Linked DNA regions of Mus musculus: region 2 is linked to region 1. The links are chromatin contacts, called in public promoter capture Hi-C maps. All regions are on one chromosome and are shown on one strand. Each heading gives the region's core, a stretch centred on a gene start, on an enhancer-like site or on the middle of the called end of the contact. The rest is flanking DNA. Distances are from core to core; before and after follow the strand shown.

Region 1 (4,950 bases), core at 647-3,146:
GCAATGTAAACATGAACACTGAGATATTCCTTAGAGCTCAACGCCTTTTAACAGCAGAATTGGACAGTAAAAAATACAGGTAGTAACACCCAAGGCCTCACCTTGTCACTGTTATATATTTTACATAGTTGCCCTTATGATTCCTCATCATAATCCTCACATTTACAAAACACTGCAAAGTATCTTTAAAAATTTATGAGAAATGATAAGAATTTGAAGTAGTCATTTCTTCTTAAAGTTATGGGGTTAAGTAGTTGCCCACTTTTGTTAAATTTTACTTAATTTTCTCACGTGAAGCTGATTGTTCTGCACAGACTATTTCCTGTAAAACTTTTACTTAGAGTTTATACACAAATTTAAATCCACACTCGGTAGCACTTTTTACTTTGAACATCCTTCAGTTCTCTTATATTTTAAGCAATTTCTAGATTCTGATAGCCACACCCATAATCTTCAGAAAGGCCCTAATGTACTAATGAAGTCAAGGCCTTGTGCTATTTTTTTTTTTTAAGTCAGGGCTAATTTTGTTTTGCTTATGGTCTGCCAGACTTCTACTTAGTCAAAGCAAACATTTGGTGTTCAAAGTATTTAGTGTGTGTCAAGGAAACCTACGTGAAATCCAGGCTTAAACTTACTTCAAGTCTACCAGAATCTATTTTTCAAGTCTATAATCTATAAGATTATTTTCTGTATTAATAACCAATACTACAAATACAGTTTCTTTGTATGGTTGGTGTTTCTGACAAATCCCTTTCGTGACAAATTAAGCTCCTTAAAAAGTATTAGTTCTTATTTTGGCAGGAATTCTTTTTCTTTGTAGAGTGAAAAGCCATTCTTTTTTCCATCTTAGTCCTTTTAAGGAATTCTTTTCAGGAATCTATCCTTGGCTTCCTGCTGGCCTCAGGCCTCACCCCCTTCCTCCTCCACCCCGCCCTTGCCTGACCAGTATTTGTTAGAATTTGGCTCTGGGGAGTACTATGCTGAGTGACAAATGGATGAAGATGAAGGTTTTATTGAAGCATCTGAACTGCATTTAATTTTCCGTGTTGCTTTATTCCTTCTAGCTCCCAGGATATTGAATTTTGTGGGCTTCAGTTGGGTCGTCAGTACTTCAGGCGTTTAGTAATAAGAAACATAATCTGCTTTTTCCGGTAGGATAATAAATCCTCATTGATATTAAGGGCGGCTCTCTGCAGACGGTTTTACACGGTATTTTTCTGTAGAAACACATTCCCTGGGAGTCCTAAAACTGCTCCCGCCTCTCTGTCTCCCTGGGCCTCAGGTCGCCTCCCGCCCAGCGGTCCCTCCCACCGCCAGGATCCTGCTCGCTAGGACATCCACTGCCCGTGACCACGACACCCCTCCTCCCTGCACTGAACCCCTTCCCTCCCCTCCCCCTCTGGGCGAGCCAGACAGCGGGTAACCGCCGCCTCCGCTGGGGCATCCCGGCTCCATAGGCGGCGCGCGGCAGACACCTGCTTCTCACTGGCCGCCGCCGCTGCCCCTCACCCCGCAGTCCCCGCGACAATTGGCCCCGGGCCGCCGCCCGTCATCCTCTAGCCCCTCTTGGAGTCCCGCCTCTATCCTCGGGTCATTTAAGTTTATCACAAATAAATAAATAAAGGAGGAAATAGAAATGCGTAGAAAGTAAAAGCAGTCAGGAGGGGGCGGGGACGTGGATGAAAAGGAGGGTGGGGAAGTGGAGGAGTAAACAACCAAACTTGATCGTGCCTATACTGACCAATCACCGATCACTACAGTCCGGTCTGACGGCCTCTGTCGACCAATAGTTTCCCAGCTCTTGGATCACTGAATAACCAGAGACAGCTGGCCTCTCTACACAGGGCGCTGGTGGGCGGGAAGAGTTGAGAACATTGACCAATAGACTGTTAAAACTGCTCTGAGTGAAGTTTCCGCTCACCAGTTGATGCTTGAGATAGCGGATTGGGTGTCTCCTAGGCCAATCAAAGATGACAGAGATGAGAGAAGGGGCAGTTAGGGGAGGAGCCGCGGAGGGGAGGAGGAAGAGTGCATTTTGTTTATGGGCGGCAACCTCACGAGGGCTGTCCAAACGCTATTGGTCAGCTGAAGCAGCGAGTGGCATGCGAGCCGCCCAATAGTAGGACAAGGTAGAGGTTCGCGGCTTCGGGCGCCCAATGTGGGCCTTCTGCCGAAGAAGTAGGGGCGGGGGGAAGTTTAGGAGTTGAGGAAAGAAGATTAAAGAGCGCGAGGAGGTAACGCCAAAAACTCTAATTTGTTGTGGGGCGGGCGGGAGGGAGGGGTGTGTGCGTGCGGAGCGCGGCCGGGCGTCTACGAGTCGCGGGGAGTCGGGGGTGACGGGCCGCCGAGGAGGGGGCGGGGTGGGGCCGTGGCGCGAGTTCCGAGCCGCAGCCCGGGGCTTCTGCCCCGCCCCGCCCCGCGCGCCCTCCCGCCGCCCCTCCTCGCGCCCGCCCGGCGGCCTCGCGCGACCCTGCGGGGAGGGTCCGCCGCTGGCCCGGGCGGGGCGTCCGGTCGTTGCCACTGCGTCTAGTCTCTCCTCCCCGCTTCTGGAGTCGCGGCTTCCCAGAAGAGGAGCTGAGGGGCACCGGCCGGGGCTCCGGAGCTGTTGGCGGCGCCGGCTCCCGCCCCTCTCCTCTCCCTCCCTCCGCCCTCCCAGTCGCTTTCCTCCCGCGCAGAGAACTGGCTTCGGAGAACCCGGGCTTGGGCGCGTAGCCCAGCCTGCCTTGCTCTCACCCGTAGACAGGGGGGCTTGGCAAGGATTGAACCCTGTCCTCCTCTCTTTAGCCTTTGGGCCCCTTCCGAAACATTAAAAAAAAAAAAAAAAGTTAACGCTCTCTCATACCTTGAGACATAAAACAAAACAAAACAAAATAACAAAACCTACCCCATCCCCAAATACAGGAGTATGGTTTTGAAGTTCATTCAAATGTGGTCCTCTAATTGTTTTAATGCTTTTCCCTGTGTGGGGGGCTCTCAGTGTCCCCCTTCAGCCCCTCCCCTTCCTAAGGATGCAGAAGAGGCAGGAGGCAGGGATTTCGTAAAAGTTGTATTGATAAACACACTTGCACAAGCATATGCTAGGCACACACACAGACTATAAACATTAGCGAAAAACACAATATGGCGTACAGCTACGCTACCTAGCTCGGTAATCTGATGATCTCTTACTCCGAACCGGGTCAAATCAGGTCTGAAGAAGCAAGACAGTTCTCCAGCAGAAATCTGAATGGCATGGGAAAACATTTGGAAGCCTGCACCTGATGGTATAGTCCTCAGAATCATTGGCCCAGATTTAAGTTGAACATGTTACCTTTTTAGACAGTGAAATTTACTATTTTTTAAACACACACACACACACACACACACACACACACACACACCAGAATGTTACTAAAGTGGACTTTTCTCACTTTGGTATTTTCTGCTATAAAAAATTTCAGCGTATACAGTGATTTCAAGTGAACAGTGTTCCAAGTTACTGCTGCAACTTGTTGCCATTGAAAAACTTAGAACATCCAAATACTAGTTTATGGAAAAATAGTGTGAGCTCTCAATTCAAGGAATCAATGGCTAGTTAACGCTCTCACAGGATTTACTGGGATTCCTGGTTTAGCTTCTTGTCTCAAGGACATTTTTCTATATTGTGGGAATAGACCCCAACCCTCTGACCCTCTCCACAAATGACTATGTCAGGATCTGACTACGTTTTGTATTTTTGCGTTACAGTTAGGTTTGACTTGACTTCTAGGGAAAGTAGATGAAACAAACCAACAAACAACTCGCTTATTCTCTCAGATCCTTGCTCGTTAGAATTCCTAATAAATCGTCAGAGTGCCCACGCAGGTAGGACATGGTGGTACTCCAGCATCTCTTGAATCCTCCCAAGAAACTTGGTTTTAGAATTGTTGAAGAACCACAGATGGTTCTGTTCAGTTGCTCTAGTGTAAAAGCCTAAGATTGGGGTTCTGAATTCCATTGAATTCCATTTGCAGAACTTTGTGTCTGAGGTCAAACGGTGCTGAAATAAACCTGTGAGGAGAAGAAATTGGAGTTTTCTGGAAGTCTCTGAGCTGCCCAGAGAGTGAGGCAATCAGGCATTGGGGCTTTGATTCAGGTCTTAGATGACAGAAGTACAAGCATTTCAGCTATGAAGAGCAGGTTGACAGGTATACCCCCACCAGGCTCCAGAGCAATAATGCCTTTTCCTGATGACCTTCTAGTGTTTATTAGGTTAGAAAAAAAAGCTTAAAAATGATTAAATTTTATCCATGTTCTGGAAGCTGTCTTTGTTTGTCTGCCTAGGTAGGCCAGCATTTTGGGATTCTCACTATACCAAGATCCTGAGTTTATTGACTAGGTAATGAGGCAAAGAGTATGTTTTTTACTTGAGGGCAATGCTGGGGGTGGGTGTTTAGATCGGTTAGATATGGTGTTGACTCTGACACCTAGTTAGGTGGCAAGGCTTTGGGACATATAGCGTACTCCTGTTTGCCTGTATGACTTTGACTGATTGATAAAGGAAAAAGATAGAAGAGCAAAGCCTTTTCAAGTGAGTTGTTTTTGTGTCATTTCTGCAGATTTTCAGAAGACTTTTGAGACAAACTAAGCTTCCCAGATAAAAGCCTAGACTGAATAACTAGGCCATTTAAAAGAGCAATAAAAGCTACAACTAAATTCCTGTAAATGATTTACAACATAAATGAATTTTAAATTATTTCAGATATGGAAGGGAAGTTTTATTTTCTGAAATAGTCATGGCAACATCACCAGCAGTTCTGGATACTTGGGATGGAACAGTGACGCGAGGGGGAAATTGTTGGTCTCTGTGGAGCTTAAGTCATTAGGTAATGGACTTTGTCTACTCCTCATTGCTAAGAGATTATTATTTTTTAATTAAACAATCCAGCAGCTTTCGTGTTTTACAAACTAGATTTTAAAGAAGTTACCAAG
Region 2 (4,950 bases), core at 1,003-3,502, 290 kb after region 1:
CAGATGCATCTGATATCAAATGGAGAATTTAACATTTTAAACTGATTCATGCATTATAAATGGCTACTATATAACCTTGAAATTTTTTGTCAAAAATATTCAAGCAGATAGATTTTAAAGAGAAACTCATGAGCATAATTCAGGTAAGGGGTAATGAATCGTTAAGTTTAGCTAAATTGGAAGTTCTGGCAAATCTTTGTAATCCAAATCGTCTTCTGAGTTCCACTGCCAAACCTAAAGATGCTAAAGCTACCATATCTGACAGTGTGTGTGACAAGTTTTGCAGGTACCAGAATGACTGGAAGCAGAGCAGAGAATCCTTATTTCACAATGATAAAGTACTCATCTAGTCAGTTTAGGTCTTTAGAGAAATCATGATCTTGTACATGCCATTTCTACTTTTTAATGTGTAAAGATAAAACCATTTTGTCCTTCCTAATATAATAAATATAATAAATGTTAAAAATATGCAACATAGTAATAAACCATTTCTATTTTCTCAATACAGGTTGGGAAATTATATGCTCTATTGAAAGAAGGAATCATTAGAATGATAATATAAATATTAAAATTCAAAAATGCAAGACCATATCTATAGACAAATTCTAGCACAAGCAGTAGATTTTAAAATTTATTGTGATATATAAAAACCATAAAATTATTTTATATGTAAAGAAGAGTCAAGAAATATTGATGGGCTGGAGAGATGGCTCAGCCTTTAAAGGCTAGGCTCACAACCAAAAATATAAGGGTTTGGTTCCCAGCACCCACAGCTGTCTCTCCAGCCACCTTTTTTTGTTGGTGTTGGACACAGCATCCGCACACACAGACTACTAATATCATTTTTAAAAAAAACAGCTGTTAAAAATGTCATCGGTATGTAAAATGAATAAATAAGTAAATGAAAAAAAAGAAAAAGAAAGTAAAAAGGGATTTTGAGTATATGTTCAGTGTTACTGGAATGTCGACCTGGAGACCCCAAAGATCTTCTGAAATCTTATGTATACAACCCATAGAACAAGATGACTACAAGTGAAAGGTTTGGGTTTTTTTTACATCTTTATATCTGTATTGAAGTAGAAGATCTGGATTCCATAATGGAGTCCAATTTATGCTGAAGCAGACTATGTTCTCCAAGCAATACTTGATTTTATTTTTGAAGACTGGAGAACTCATAAAAGCCCAAGAGCACCCTCTAGTGAGACTTTTGTGATAGGCCTAGGGACTTCCTCTTGACCTTCACCATCCCTTTCTAATGACCTTTAATTTTCCAGTGTGTGCACCCTGGCTTCCTACTGTCTGGCCTTAGTGATCAGCAGATCCCAGCGAAGGCGGCAAGCTTGGAAAGTGTCTCCGAGTGAAAGGGCTAGGACCTGGGGTCCATCGTTCTCATGGCTTTGTTTTCACTCATAAAAGACCAGTCAATGGCCAACTAACTTTATTGTCTGTTAAAATGGTTTTCAGAACTAGTTAAGGGAACATAAGCAATAGAAGTCTGTAAATCATTTGTACTCTGAGATCTGCTATAATACAGCCAGGAGCATTTTTGTATTTCCAATATGAGGAATATGGCCAAGGTTATTAAGGTGATTTGGGGGGATGACGACCATGTGAGGAGTAGATAACAAAACTCTAGATTTGACCAGAGTATACCATATACATTTATTTAATGATTAAATTGAATTTTATAAATAATTGATGAGCATTGAAAAATAAATACTTCTAAAATGTAAAGAATGAGTAAATATAATTATATATGTACTCTTGTATTTTAGAAAGATGAATATAAAGAGACTGTCTTAACTGTGTTAGTTTGAGCTGTGAATATGTCATTCACTTAGATTAGTAACTGTTATATAACAATTGATACAAGGTTAATTATTACTTGAATTTATAAACAAGTTGACATAAAGTGCCACCGTTGGAAGGGAACTTAGAGATCTAGATCTTTCCACTTCAGACAAACAGAAGCAAAGCCCTGGTGTACCTAAATGTTAAGCAACTTGGCAAGATGGTTCAAGTGGATAATGGCAGTATTGGGCACAACAGAGACTCCTTGTGCTCATTTTAGTGTCCATATGCTACAATAGCCCCATTATTAAAGAGGCTGTAATGTGATCACATACGCTCATTCTCACTGATTTTGGACAATTCTTCATGCTTAGAGTGAAAGTGTGTGTCTTACTAGTCCCTCTCTTACTCTGTCTCCACTCTTGTATAAGGGAATAAGTTACTTTCTGGGTTGCTTCCAGACAGGAGATAAATCCATGGTTATGTAATGAGATCTCTTTATTCTAGAAACACTGTGCCACACTGTTTACTTGTGACTGACCCTTCAGTCAGATTAATATTCTAGAATTACTAGAAACTGTTCCTGTGAGACTCTGCTTCTGATTCATGTGTTCTGATAGTTTTATCTGTTAGTGTTCACAGAAGTATTATATAATCAAATTTTAAAAGTAATGGGGAAAGCTGTTGGCATTCATTAAATTCAGTGTCTGTGTTGAATGTTCTTATCTAATTTGGGAAGAAAACAAGGTATTCTTGGAATTATCCAACAGAAATCAGATCAATAACTCTTTTAAAAAGACTTTTAGGTATATGATCTGATTTCTTGAAAATAACCAAACTGTTTAGCATACTTATTTTACTTTAGTTTTAGGAAATAACCATTCTCTTTGTGTATTTGTGCTTTAAAATTACTGTACAAGAATTGGCATTTTGGCAAAATGTATCCCATAGTAGTTTAGCAGGAGTCTGTGCTCCAGTCAATTCTCAGTTCATTACCACAGTTTACATCTTGGCTTTAATAATTAAGACTTAGTTATAATAGTCTTAATAGCTATGCCTTTCACCATTGCTAATGTTTGGGAGATGAGATAACTATATGTGGTAAATCAAGGCACAATGTCTTAATTTCAATTGTAATAAAATATAGCTAATTTAGTGAACTTCATTTTCATTTCTTTGCCTGCTAAACAATTCCTCCAATGTAGTGGGATTTGTTTTGTTTGTTTAAGAATATAAAGTGAGTGATATTATACATATAATATCACTTCTAGTGCTAGAACTGATAATGGCTATCAAGGAGGCCACCCTCTTTGACTTTTAGATGAACAAACTGACACTATACAAGAAAAAGGTATTGGAAATGTGTGATTTTATAACTTGAATTTCAGCAATAGGTATATTGTTATTTTCCTAAATATAGTTGACTCTGGAGAAACAACTATTCAGTTTTACAGGTACTCTGACCCAAAAAACTAACCAACATTGTGTTTCTATGTCTAGACTATACACACTACATTAAGCCTGGTCACATGCTAGCACAGTGCAGCATGTCTGCCTGGCTGGCTTTCTAATTCTTGTCAGTTCACAGTGATGTTAAAGACCACATTGAAACCGTAAGTGACTACTGTTAAGTCTATTTCATCATTAGCTGCAAGTCTAAACAGTCACAGTAATGAGGCGGCATGGACTCTGCATGGTCTACTAAATATTTTTAGGAAGTGGAAACCCCTTCTGGAGTTCTGAGAGAAACATCACTACGAAAATGCCTTTAAAAGTACTCCAGCATAAACACTGCAGTGGAACATTTCATTAGCTTTTCGAGAACAATAAAGAAATGTGGAGCATAATAGGCTAATATGTTTAAGTGGCCTTGGTAGAACCCTACTTAACTCAGTGGGATTTTCTGCAGCATGCAGAGGTGAAAAACCATTGCCTATATATGCATTTTGTAAGACTGCCTTCTTCCTCATTGCATGCAGTGTATATCAAAGAGAAGTGACTTTCTGTCTGTAATTCTAAAATGAAGAAAATCTCAAAGGACACATTTTAGAAGCATCAATATTTAGGTGGGATGATCAGCAACCAACAGGCTAGCTTTTGGCATCCTGGATTATTGCAAGATAGAGAAGGAATAAATTGAATATTAGCATAGCCCAGCCTCCTAGAGCTTCCATTGCTATCAGAGATATAAGATCCTAAAATACACAAGAAAAAGACATGATGTAAGCCAAATCTTATTGGTTATAAATTACAAAGTCTAATTCAAGTAATGAAAAATTATTTTGCTATTTACACTTTAATTCTATCCTGCCAAAAACTTGAATGAAGTAAAATGATAATTTAATAAAAAACAAAGTGGTAATTTTTTAATGGTTTTATTAGGATTCACGTAACTACACTGAATGCAGCGCTGGCCTTGCAGTATGATCTTCTGCCAATACCTTTAGCTCTTGGAGCGTCTGCTTTCTCTAATATAAATTGGGACTCATTAGTCCTAGGGACACTGTGATCTTTGTAATTTGATTAAGCTTTTAGGGAAAAATGTAAATTCAGCATACAATTAAAATGTTTTAAGAAAGTTCAAAAAGACCTACATGAGAACAAATTAAAAGTATTAAGTATTTTCCTTTATGTAAATAAATTATCATTAAAATTCATTGAAAAGTCAGAATCCGTGTTCACATGACATTGAATTAGTGATACAAAGAAAAAAACTTTTGAATGACAGATAGCTTGAGTGGCTGAGACAGCGTATTTAAGCTGTTACGTTTGTTTCCCTTACTGTCAAACCCTATCTTCAAAAAGCTATCAACTAGTTATATTGATAGATGGAATCTGTCCTTCAATTCCAGGATGTGTTTTCTATCAAATGTTCTCTTCTTTGGTTGTTGGAGTCTATATGCAAAATAACATATAAACACAAATGTAAAACCCAGCTGTAATTGTTGCTAGCAGTTGGGGACATCATAAATTCCTTCAGAAGTAAACTTGTATTGTAAATATCACCAGAGCCACTCTGTAGGAGTGTGAAAACTCTAAACAAAACTTAGTGAAGACAGTGCATGTGGCTCTTCCTCCGCCAGAGGATCGTTTCCTAGCTACCCTACATGCTCCAGTGGAATCTCACAAAAGGCTCCAGGCTCTCCAAGTTAATCCAAC

What was found. Promoter capture Hi-C pulls out the DNA fragments that hold promoters and counts their contacts.
Region 2: a contact with region 1 is called in a promoter capture Hi-C map of liver, with 10 times the contacts expected there. The contact joins the enhancer-like site here to the promoter of 4932412D23Rik in region 1. A contact is called at or near these places in 10 of 39 promoter capture datasets (the 3T3-L1 cell line, 3T3-L1-derived adipocytes, the HPC-7 cell line and 5 more), 5 of 484 Hi-C or Micro-C datasets (cerebral cortex, cortical glia, embryonic fibroblasts and 2 more), 3 of 115 datasets of contacts at active chromatin or transcription factors (embryonic stem cells, heart atrium and stem cell-derived neural progenitor cells) and 2 of 9 other capture datasets (liver and pancreatic islet).

The regions. Positions count from the first base shown.
Region 1 is chr16:42,873,691-42,878,640 of GRCm38.p6, forward strand. 4932412D23Rik (RIKEN cDNA 4932412D23 gene) reads right to left here and starts at 1,897. Exons shown (of 4, transcript NR_040521.1): 1 at 1,742-1,897. It also overlaps a transcript of Zbtb20 not described here.
Region 2 is chr16:43,167,464-43,172,413 of GRCm38.p6, forward strand. All of the region lies in intron 2 of Zbtb20 (zinc finger and BTB domain containing 20), which reads left to right. Among named protein-coding and RNA genes, the nearest start is that of Gm25873, 44 kb to the left of the region's middle. Within about 2 kb of position 2,253, at least 16 of the 459 cell types and tissues checked have an H3K27ac peak or open chromatin away from gene starts, as enhancers often do. A contact at or near this core is called in cortical glia, forebrain and liver, where this site is marked.